2 separate regions of the Pan troglodytes genome follow, and region 1 is linked to region 2. A link is a contact called in public Hi-C data. All regions are on one chromosome and are shown on one strand. Each heading gives the region's core, a stretch centred on a gene start, on an enhancer-like site or on the middle of the called end of the contact. The rest is flanking DNA. Distances are from core to core; before and after follow the strand shown.

Evidence for each region. Hi-C and Micro-C count contacts between places; a contact is called where the count stands out from the background.
Region 1: a contact with region 2 is called in a Hi-C map of induced pluripotent stem cells, with 2.0 times the contacts expected there. The contact joins the enhancer-like site here to the promoter of PTPRM in region 2. A contact is called at or near these places in 3 of 7 Hi-C or Micro-C datasets (induced pluripotent stem cells and stem cell-derived neural progenitor cells), 1 of 1 datasets of contacts at active chromatin or transcription factors (stem cell-derived excitatory neurons) and 1 of 1 other capture datasets (stem cell-derived neural stem cells).

Annotation. Positions count from the first base shown.
Region 1 is chr17:23,618,357-23,624,084 of NHGRI_mPanTro3-v2.0_pri, reverse strand. No RefSeq gene overlaps it. Among named protein-coding and RNA genes, the nearest start is that of LRRC30, 42 kb to the left of the region's middle. Within about 2 kb of position 2,659, at least 11 of the 24 cell types and tissues checked have an H3K27ac peak or open chromatin away from gene starts, as enhancers often do. A contact at or near this core is called in induced pluripotent stem cells and stem cell-derived neural stem cells, where this site is marked.
Region 2 is chr17:23,322,417-23,328,409 of NHGRI_mPanTro3-v2.0_pri, reverse strand. It overlaps PTPRM (protein tyrosine phosphatase receptor type M), which reads left to right and starts at 2,716. Exons shown (of 31, transcript XM_512029.7): 1 at 2,716-3,292. The coding sequence starts at 3,220.

The DNA.
Region 1 (5,728 bases), core at 1,410-3,909, 300 kb before region 2:
TTCCTTTTCAGGTTTTCATCTCTAGCTCACCCAGGCCAGACAGTCCTCACACACATGCACCACTCCAAAACTTGTTTCAGGAAGTCATTTAATTGCAAACCCTTTGCTCTTTGGAGTTACACAAATGAGTCTATGTTTTTTTCTGTTCTGTGGCATATTTGCATTTTAGTCCTCATTTAATTTTGTCTAGAAATACTACATTTTTTATTGGGGGTTTCGGAAACTGACTGGGAAATGTGTCTCACCTCCCCTCAGGGAGGGGGCTAACAAGCACTATTTATTATCACCATCATCATCATCCTCATCATCACCAGTAGTTTCAAAGCTCTTACATGGGACCATCCTTTCCAATACCCTAAAATGGCAACTACAAACTGTCAACCACTGCCCTCATTCATAAGATTCATGGTCACTATCCACAATATCAAAGACATGGAATCAAGCCAGATGGTCATTCACAATGGATAGGATTTAAAAAAATGTGGAATGTGTACATATACACTGTGGAATACTATATAGCCATAAAGAGAACAAAATCATGTCCTTTGTAGCAACATGGATGCAGCTGGAGGCCATTATCCTAAGCAAATTAATGCAGAAACAGGGAAGCAAATACCACATGTTCTCACTTATAAGTGGGAGCCAAGGCCAGGCGCGGTGGCTCACGCCTGCAATCCCAGCATTTTGGGAGGCTGAGGCAGGTGGATCACTTGAGGTCAGGAGTTCGAGATCAGCCTGGCCAACACAGTGAAACCCCATCTCTACTAAAAATACATACATTAACTGGGCGTGGTGGTGGGCGCCTGTAGTCCCAGCTACTCAGGAGGCTGAGGCAGGATAATCGCTTAAAATCGGGAGGTAGAGGTTGCAGTGAGCTATGGGTCCATTGCACTCCAGCTTGGGTGACAGAGTGACACTCAGTCTCAAAAAAAAAAGAAAAATAATAAGTGGGAGCCAAACATTGAGTACTCATGGACATAAAGAAGGGAACAGTCAACACTGGGGACTGCAAGAGTGGGGAGGGACAGAAGGGGGTAATGACTGAGAAACTACCTAATGGGCACTGTGCTCAGTCCCTGGGTAATGGGATCATTCATACTCCAAACCTCAGCATCACACAATATACCCAGGTAACAAACCTGCACTTGTACCCCTTGCGTATAAAATAAAGGTTGAAATTATTTTGAAAAATAAGGCTCACTATGGCTTTCTCACAAAGAATATTCGAAGGCTTCCTTCTGGCTCTACCACACTATGGTTCCCTGGCACAGGTTCTTTCATCTACTTATTGTATCTAATCCAAAGCCATAATCACTTATTTCCACACATGAACTGTGCCGTTTCAGTTTCATCTGCCAAGAGTTTTGTCAGAAAGCAGGGATACTCCAGATGTTCCACGGAGGCACTTTTTTTTTCTTTTTTTTCCGGAGTCTTGCTCTGTTGCCCTGGCTGGAGTGCAGTGGTGCGATCTCGGCTCACTGCAGCCTCTGCCTCCTGGGTTCCAGCGATTCTCCTGCCTCAGCCTCCTGGGTAGCTGGGATTACAGGCACCTGCCACGACGCTGGCTAATTTTTTGTATTTTTAGTAGAGACGGGGTTTCACCATTTTAGACAGGATGGTCTCGATCTCCTGACCTCGTGATCCACACGTCTCGGCCTCCCAAAGTGCTGGGATTATAGGCGTGAGCCATCGTGCCTGGCCTTTTTTTTTTTTTTCTTTCAGAGTCTTGCTCTGTCGCCCTGGCTGGAGTGCAGTGGTGCGATCTTGGCTCACTGCAGCCTCTGCCTCCCGGATTCCAGTGATTCTCCTGCCTCAGCCTCCTGGGTAGCTGGGATTACAGGCGCACCCCACGATGCCGGCTAATTTTTGTATTTTTAGTAGAGTCAGTGTTTCACCATGTTGGCCAGGCTGGTCTCCCACTCCTGATCTCAGGTGATCTGCCCGCCTGGGCCTCCCAAAGTGCTGGGATTACAGGCGTGAGCCACCGGGCCCGGCCTCACAGAGGCACTTTTACAGAGGAGTGCCTGGTGCTGGACAGGTAACAAGTCCACATACTCTGGGCAGGGCCAAACACCTTGTGGAAACTACATGGCCACGGCAGTCACGCCTAGAATCCTTTGTGAGGTGTTCACATAGAATGCTTTGGGCCCCATTGTGCCACTCAGGGCACCTGCCTTGAAATACCCGAGATGTTCGGGTCGGAGTCTGACGATGGTCAGCAGGTGGCACTCTCGTTTTAGGATTCCAGCTCCTAAGTAAGTAACAAGGGAAAATTTCAGGCCCATATAAAAATTTATTTATATATTTTTTTCTCTGCCAAGCCAGAAATGTACTCCATTTTCTTTAATCAGGTTCATTTACTTCCTACTGTGGGACTTCAATTGGGTAATAGTCAACCAGGCTTCTCCCCCTGGCTACTTTCTTTCCTAGAGCAGGGTATTTACGTTTGAGATTTGCCGGAGTTTGGGAGCTGTATGTGAAGGCCTGGCAGAAACAACAGAAACGCTGTGTTTTACACGCAGAGCTCGACTGGCCCTCCCCGTTAGCTCCAAGTGGCCTCGTGCAGACACAAGGGCGCATCTGGCCGGGGCTATGTTTACCCTGGGGTGCCCAGACTGTGTCTGCTGCCCTGTCTGAGACCAGCAGAGCCCACAGGAGGGAGCCCCAAAGCTGGATGAAAGTCGCGGCAACAAGGCGAGGGAGGCTGAGTCTGAGGCTGAGGGCTCTAAGCTGCGCCTTGGTTTCCTCCTGCGAGGTGCAAAGGGCATGGACAGCTACAGACAGCAGTGGGAGCACTGGCTCACTCACTCCTTCACTCACTCATTCATTCAGCAAATACTCATGCAAAGCCTCCACTATTCCAAAAACTCCATTTTGTTTATGGTATCAGCCAGCGTTCAGCCAGGGAACAGAAGCCACACCAGTTATCTGAAGAGAGACAATGTAATAATAAAGAATTGTAAACCATGCATTCGGTTGAAGCTGGGGAACTAAAAAAACAAAAGGATAATGGTGGATGCCAGGGAGGAGGTAACAGCAGGGAGCGGCTGCCACCCCTGAGGCTGGAGACACCAGGACCTAAAAGCTCAGGGGCCCGCAGAGCTGCTCAGCTGCTGCTGGTCTCCGGGTGTGTGTGATGAGGTTGGTTCTGTGAGTGTTAGGAACACTGCAAACTGGATTCAGCTGCTGCTATGGTGAGGGACTGACACGGCTGGGAGGGAGTGTGAACACTCAAGAATGGGGAATGGACAGGAAAATCAAGTCCCTACTTGCTCCCCTCCTTACCAGTTCCTTCTAGCACCTTCCACTGGCACAGCCTGACAGGAAGCTGGAGGCACAGCAAGGATGTGTCTCACAGTTCAACCCCACCCTCAGAGGGCAGAGCGCGGACGGGATTTGGAGCCCTGAGACAATAGTTGAGTCCCTGGCACACTCACAGAACCGCATTCTCACCCCCCTGGGCTGCGACCCAGCCTAGCAGTGGCGGGAGAGGGAGCGAGTGGGACTGGAGTATTGGTCCTCAGCACATGGCTCCCAGCCTAGACGGGAGAAGGGAGTCGGTTGACTCATTTCCTTTTATTGCTCAAATGTGACATAAAATTTCACTAAAGGTCACACCATAGCACAGCTTATTTCCTCTCTTTTGCCAGAAGTTCCTTATAAAATTTCCTCACTCTATCTAGTCACAGCCCCCGCACCCATGACATCCTCATGGTCTCTTAGTATGGTTTTACTTTTCATACAAATTGGATCCAAGGGGAGGGAAGCATGTCAGAATGCCACTGTGGGTCTTTTGTTGCATGAAAATGTACATGTTGCGTTGAATTAATGCACTTTTAAACTAGACCTAGCTACTATGCTTTTCAACAGCTTTCATCATGATGGTAACATCTTCCTTGTTAAATCTAATCAATTTCATAGGTATTGGCATTTCCATTCTTTGATAGGATGTTTACTTATGCATTTTTTTCTTTTCTTTTTCTTTCTTTTTTTTAGAGACAGTCTTTCTCTGTCACCTAGGCTGGAGTGCAGTGGCATGATCTTGGCTCACTGCAGCCTCCGCCTCCTGGGTGCCTCAGCCTCCCAAGTAGCTGGGATTACAGGCCTGTGCCACCATCCCCAACTAATTTTTGTATTTTTAGTAGAGACGGAGTTTCGCCATGTTTGCCAGGCTGGTCTTGAACTCCTGACCTCAGGTGATCCACCCACCTCAGCCTCCCAAAGTGCTGGGATTACAGGCGTGAGCCACCGAGGCTGGCCTGCATTTTTTCTTTATTTTTTTGAGATGGAATCTCACTCTGTTGCCCAGGGTGGAGTGCAATGGCACAATCTCGGCTCACTGCAACCTCCGCCTCCTGGGTTCAAGCGATTCCCCTGCCTCAGCCTGGGATTACAGGTGCCCACAACCACGCCCAGCTAATTTTTGTATTTTTAGTAGAGACAGGGTTTCCTAGCTAATTTTTGTATATTTAGTTGAGACAGGGTTTCACCATGTTGGCCAGGCTGGTCTCGAACTCCTGACCTCAGGTGATCCAACTGCCTTGACCTCCCAAGTTGCTAGGATTACAAGCGTAAGCCACCACACCTGGCCTGCATTTTTTCTAAATTTGGGGAAAGTAGAGGTAGAAGGGATTGGGAAGGTTGAGGTCCAAAGGAGAGAAAACGGAAGTGAATGGGAAATTATTCTGAAGACTACGTGGCCACTGCCTTTTATCTAGGAAACGCATTGGACAACAAGCAACAATGGGCAAGACCAACCTGAAGCCTACAGTGGCTGAGAGAGACAGGAAGGTGGGTGGTTGGTGAAGGAAAGATACCAGACCAGAATTTTTTTTTTTTGAGACAGAGTCTCCCTCTGTCTTCCAGGCTGGAGTGCAGTGGCACCATCTTGGCTCACTGCAAGCTCCGCCTTCCAGGTTCACACCACTCTCCTGCCTCAGCCTCCCAAGTAGCTGGGACTACAGGTGCCCGCCACCACGCCCAGCTAATTTTTTGTATTTTTAGTAGAGACAGGGTTTCACCGTGGTGTCGATCTCCTGACCTCGTGATCCTCCCACCTCGGCCTCCCAAAGTGCTGAGATTACAGGCGTGAGCCACCGCGCCTGGCCACCAGACCAGAAATATTTAAGATGAAGGTTATGTCTGGTTTATCTTTGGCAATATATTGCCTTCTGCTTTTTCTTATGCTTCACAGCCCAGAAGCTTGAAAACGACATTTCCCCTTCTCCCTTGCTACAGGTGCTTTGCATACATCTTTAATCCTATCAATGAGATAAACTCACTTGATATTTGGAAAGTGGAAGCGTGACAGAAGCCTTGTTTTGTCTCTTTCTCTGGAAGTTATGGTCATGCTCTCGCCAGACAGGAGTTATTCAGCAGCCTCAGCCTCGACATCTTGTTTATGTCATGTCTACAGAGGGTCTGTGAACTCTGTAGCAATTGTCTCTAGTTTCATCCACTCTAGGCAACATCAACTCTTAACTCTAACAGCAAACCTGAATGTCATGGTGGCCCCTAGATTGTTGCTCCTTTAGACTTCCAATAGTGTGATAAGCACCCAGGCCCCTCCATGAAATCCCTTCCTGCTTGACCTAACTAGAATGGTCTTTGTTTTCCTGAGCAAACCCATATTCATTCTGAGGATGGGAGGAAATATAGACAAAAAGGCATACCCCACCATAAAGTCACTTTATTCAACAGGGTTAGTCTTATTTTACCACATTTACTA
Region 2 (5,993 bases), core at 1,467-3,966:
AGCTTAATTAATAACTTTGAAATATTAGGCATATGGTAAGTGGCTATGCATTTGTACTCTTGCCCAAGCCTACCAATGTCAGGGGCTGGCCTGACAGCACCCCTAACTCTGAGCAGCCATTCTGCAAATGTCACTATTGTCCTCAGGGAGTCAGGAGTGAAATGTGGTTAAAACTAAATCTCTACTGCTGAAAAAACAAGTCAAAGCAAATGTCCCACTGGGAGGATTCCTACAGCATCCCTTCCTTAGAGGAAGCCCAATCCATCCATTTCAGCAGAGGACTTCCATTTAGGCTCAAAGGCTGCTCTGACCAGTTACCTGTAAGAGGGAGTAAACTAACAGTAGTTGTCATGAATTGAGAGGGCAGAAGCTGCTGGCAAAAATCCCACCACCCTATGAAATGTGGATGGAAGGCTGCAAAGGGTAGAGTCAACATTGTAAAGATAGAGAACAGGGGTAATAGAAATTTACAGACCCTCCCACTAAGCTTTAAGTAACAGGCGGAAGGGACAGGGTTTGTAGAGGTTCCCAAGAGGAGTCCTGTGGCAGCAGCAGTTGGAGTACTGGCAGGGATTTCTGTCTAATGCCTCAGTGGCAGGTCCGTAGAGTGGCCCTTTCCTCTTCCATCCCACTCCTCATCGTTCCCCCACCGGGGGATTGAGTTTCCCTTGCCCATAGTGGTAACCTGCTTATTGACACATCTCGTATCGATGTCTGCTTTTTTTTTTCTTCTCTGTCTTGCTGTCTCACCTTGCTTATGATGCTTTCTGGGATCACTTCCCCAATTCAAAACCACTTATAGTTAAATCCTAACCTCCAGGTCTGTTTCTGAGGGAGCCCAGCCTAAGACAACCTCCAGTACTTAGCACAGCGCCTGACATATGGTATTGACTCAGAAGATATTTGCTGAAAGAATAAAATACTTTGCAAATGAAATCCTACCCTAATATTAACTTCACCTAATTTAAAGAAGTTACTCTGAAGCAAAGTGATTAGATCAACTTTTATCTCCCTAGCTTCCACCTCTGTCCTCCCACTAGCAGAAAAACTCCATTAGAAAGCCTATTACTATTTTTTTTAAAAGCAAATTTGAACTGCAGTATAGAACACAAGTACATCAAAATGGAAAGCCCAGGTTGCAGATTTGACCATCCTCACTAGCTGATCTTGAAGACATTGCTTCCTTTCTGAGATTTCAATGTTCATTTCACAATTAAAGATAAGGTTCCATAAGCACATAGTTGGGAGAAGTGGCAGGACAATGTAAGCTCATATTAACAAGTAAATGATTAATATAGAGACTTCTAAAGAGCAGGTCTGGTAAGTATCTAGTAAGTGCACTTCCTGAAGTAAGAGGAGTGTTGGTTGCTACACTAAAGGCAAGTCTTCTAGTCCCCAAATTTGCCTTGGGAGGATGACAGCTGTATCTTTCTTGGTTCTGGTGTACAGTGGAGAACAGGGTCAAGATGAGTGTGGAATCCATTTATTTTTTACGTGTTTATAAGCACTAGAAAGCAGTGAGCACTAAGCAGAGGACCCCTCTTGTGGAAAAAATGCAGGAGAGCTCCTGGGTGCCTCTGTATCACCGGTTTGCCTTCTAGCCAGAATCATTGCTAGAACCCTGTCACTCAGTTACTTTGGTTCCTAATTTAACCTCTTCCCAAGCCTTCTATTGCGTTCAGTTAGCTAGGCCAGGAGCTTACAGCTGTCTGGTTGGTGCTGGCTCAATGTGCTTATTCCCTGGAAGATAGAAGGATCACTTACAAAAAAATTTACAATTAAAATAAAAAAATTATTTTTTGCTGAAGCATTGTAAGGTTTAATTCACTCAGACCCAAAATCGTAAAACTAAAATATTTCAAGACATTACTCGATTCCCCACTTCTCTTTCTCCCCTGTTTCTCGGCACTTTGCACCAGATACAGAAACCACGGGTTATGTCCAAACCCTGGTTTTGGTGTGACCACCGCCTTCCGTGTACTGCCTGCGGCTCGCTTCGGGCCCACACGGGACACCGAGGCATGATGAGGAGGCAGAACAGCAGAAGCGCGCCCTGCTTCCCGGGCGCCAGTGCTCGGGGCCAGCGGCGTGTACCCGGCGGGCCCGGCCGGGAGCGGGCTGGCGATCGCGGGGCTCGGCGCTCCCGGCTCCCGCGCCATCTCCCGGCGCCCGCCAACTTCGCTCCGCCCGCGGCGTAGAGAAGCTCGCAGCCCTCCGGAGCCTCAGCGATCTCCTTGCTCGCTTTTCCCGCAGCCGCCGAGCAGCGCAGGCCCGGCGACTCCGGGTGCAGCTGGCCCTGTGCGGTGACATCGCCGTCCGGCGCCAGGCTCGAAGCCGCCTGGCCGCGCCCGCGGGGTCGCAGGCCGCTGGTCCCGCCCGGCCGCGCTCACAAACTACTCGCGGCTCGTGACCCGGGACAAACTTCTGGCGGCGGCGCAGCCTCTTCCACAGTCACCCTCCCCAGAGCCAGCTACCAAAATAGAAGACGCGGCCGGGGCGAGGAGGTGGGCGGGGGGAGCCCGGTGGCCGCTCCTCCCCGCGCGGCTGACGCCCGCTTCGGCGGCGGTAGTGGCGGTGGCCGCGGGGCCGCCCCCAGCCGAGCTCCCGGAGGCGCTCGGGCGCGGGCCGGCGGGGCGCGGGCGCTCACGCCCTCTAGCGGGCCGCGGCGGCGGCCGTGACGTGAGCGCTCCCTTCAGCCGGCCTGCGGGGCACCGCCAGTCAGTCGGGGAGCAAGAGCCCCGCGCGCAGCCGGCGCGGGCTCGGTCATCGGCGCGCCGCCGCCCGGGGCTGGGCTTGGGGCTGCCTGTGGAGAGGCGGCGGGCGGGACGCGCGCGGCCACGGCCACGGCCACCGCCACGGCCACGGCCGGCAGCTCGGGTCCCGGGTCCCGGGCAGGGGAAGGCGAGAGGCGGCGAGCTCAGCCACCGGAACCGAGGGAAGATTTTGGCTCCGCGGGCTCGCCCTCCGCTCCCTCTGACAGCGGCGCCAGACGCCGAGTGGGGCCAGGGACGGGGGAGGAGGACCCAGGACCCTGTGCCCGCGCCCCTGGAGCCGCTGGAGTTCGGACTTCTGCAACTGTTGGCACTTTGGGGGCTTGGCTTAGCGCTCTGCTGTTTACTCGTCTCTCCTCGCTGCCTCGGAACCAAACCTCCCGGCCCCCTCCGCCCTCGCGCGCCCACCCACCGCCGCCGGGGAGCGGCCCGGCGCGCACTCAGCACCATGAGGAGACTTGGGACTTGCCTGGCGACTTTGGCCGGACTTTTGCTAACTGCGGCGGGCGAGACGTTCTCAGGTAAGCGGGACTGCCTCTGCCGCCCCCGAGGCGCGCGGGCCGGCGCGGGACGCCCGGGACGCCGACAGCTCCCTGGAAGTAGAGCCCTAAGGCTGGCGTCGGGGCCGGGCGGGGGGCGCGGCGGGCCGGACACCGCTTCTGCCTGTGAGCCGGGCGCTGGGCGAGGGGCCGTGGGGCTGGCAGGCACCCAGTCCTCGGGCGGGCGGAGCGGACGGACCCCGAGGGCGAGCTCCCCAGCCGGGACTGCCAGCTCGGCCGCCGTCCCTCCGCGGCCTGGGCTAGTGCTCAAGGTTGGGCGGCTTGCACTCTTGAGTCCCTGGCCGGCTGCAAAAGGAACAGCAGAAAACTTTGCTTGAAGTTCCCAGTTGCAGCCGCCGGGCCGCCTGGCGTAGGCACTGCGCGGTCCCCGCCGACCCCGAGCAGCGGCCGGGCCCAGGCCGTCGGTGTTCGGCTGCGCCCGCAGCGATCGCCGGGACCTGGCGGCCGCTCCGGCGGCGGCGATCTCCCGGTGCCCTGCCCTCCCTGTCGCCCCCTGCCCGGCGCGGCTGGCGACCCTGGTAGGTCCCCGCGGTCGTGCAGCGTCTGCGGAGAGGCCGGGGGGAGTTCCTCGCCGGTCCCAGCGGTAGGGCTTGGCGGCCGCGGAGGGAAGCGGGCAGGTCCCCAGGCCCTGGCCACGGCCCTGCGCCCCGCTGGGCTCCCCCTCCCCACCCTCGGCCCCCTAGCGGAGCGCCGCGGCCAGCTGCAACTTGTTCATCCAGCCCGGCTGCCCGGGGGTCCCAGGTGGGAAGGAGAGGCACTGGCGGTGTGCGAGCAAGCGTGTGAGTGTGTGCGCGTGTGTGCCTGCACGCGCGCGCGGGGGCGTTCTAAGCCCAGAGGAACCCCTCACGGAGAGCATCTGTGGATCGGAGTCGGGGGTCCGGCGTGGGGCCGAACCCGGCACGCTGTCACAGGGGTTTACAACCAGGATCACCTTTATTACCTGGGTGACACAGGTGGATAGACGGCAAATGCTGGCCCATTTGCACACCTTCTTTCTAGTGTTTATTAGATTAGTTTCATTAAGGTCCACATGCAGTGGGGGCGGTGGGCTTTCTTTTTCTTTAATAAAAAAGCCTGCTCTTTGGTCTTAAACTTGGTTTTTGCAAAATAGGTCTCTGCGTTTGGGAACAAGTGAGTTGAATGAGTAAGTTGGGCTTTTTAAGAATTTAATGAAGGGGACTTTCATAAACAGTAAAGAGCATATTTTAAGCAGTAAAAACCTTTGGTCCTCCGGTGCGTGGAAACCTTTTTATTTTCTTGGGGTCCAGGACCAGTGGCTGCTGGAGCTCTGGACTCACAGGCACATTAGTTGTGTCTTGTGTGTTGCTGATCTGCAGGACCCTTGATCACAGTTGGCTTCAGAGAAGGAGTGGAACGTGTAGGTTTTGAAACCCAAAGCATCAACTTCAATACAGAAATATCCTTTCTCCAAGTTTTGTGTTTCCCTAACTGCCTGGTAATTGTACGTGCTCCAGAGGATTTAACACAATGATGCACTGTCGTCTGATTATAAAACTGATGCAGAATTTGGTCTGTGTTCTTATTAGTGAATAATAGAGTAGAATTTGAGAGCCTTGTAACTCATTAGTATTAGAAGCCAAGTATGAGAGCCCTAGTGATGGTTTTCTCTTTATTAAGATCCATGACTCCCTTCTTGGGATTTGTTTAAAGTTAAGCTGTGTCAATATCATTTGGATGGATTTTTAAATTGTGTGCAAGGGAGTGGAAACAAATATTTATATTGCTTATTTAAACCATGGGTTCCTCATCACCAAAAAGGATTTCAGCCTCAGGTGTACTGACCCATGTCCTTGTTAAGGCTGATGTAAATGATCAGTCAAGCCAAAATAGACTTCTACTAAAATTTAGCCTGATTTTTCATTTGGAAGAAATATATCTATTTGTTTGAGTTAATCATACCATTAAGTGAAATGTGTTTTCTTTTCTATCTAGAAAGCCAGAGTTATCCTGGCATGCTAGTGGGTAAAGGGCAGCATCCAAGCCATGCCTCAGAAACGCTGAACTTTAAAAAATGTGAAATTGGATTAGCTGGGTGTGGTGGCATGTGTCTGTAGTCCCAGCTGCTCTAGAGGCAGAGGCAGGAGGATCGCTTGAGCCCAGGAGTTCGAGGTTGCAGTGAGCTATGATTGCACCACTGCATCCCAGCCTGGGTGACAGAGTGAGAATCCGTCTCAAAAAAAAAAGTGAAAAGTGAAGTTGGCAAATTTCATTTGTGCAAGGATCAGATATGTTTCACTTCATTATTTATTTTTCTCTCCATATTGCGTTTAGGTAGTACAGGTGTGAATCAGGGTTTTGTTTTTTGTTTTTGTATGTTGAGGAAGTTAATTCTGAATGCTAGGAGTGGCATTGACACATTTCTTTTTTATGTTTCTTCCAGAAATTGTAGTAATTGGCTGCTTTTCACTTGACATGGGAATAAATTTTAGACCTAGAAGAGCTAGATTGTAAGCTCCCTGAGGGCAAAGCCAATTTTCGTTTTCTTCTGACTTTCTCACAAAACATTTCTCATAGATCCTTAGATGTCACAGGCATTACTATTTGTTGAATAAATCACTAATGAGAATCTTGATCATTTGCACATATTCAAATTGTGTGTGAATGGACCAATATATAATAAAATGGAGGGAGGGAAGTGATT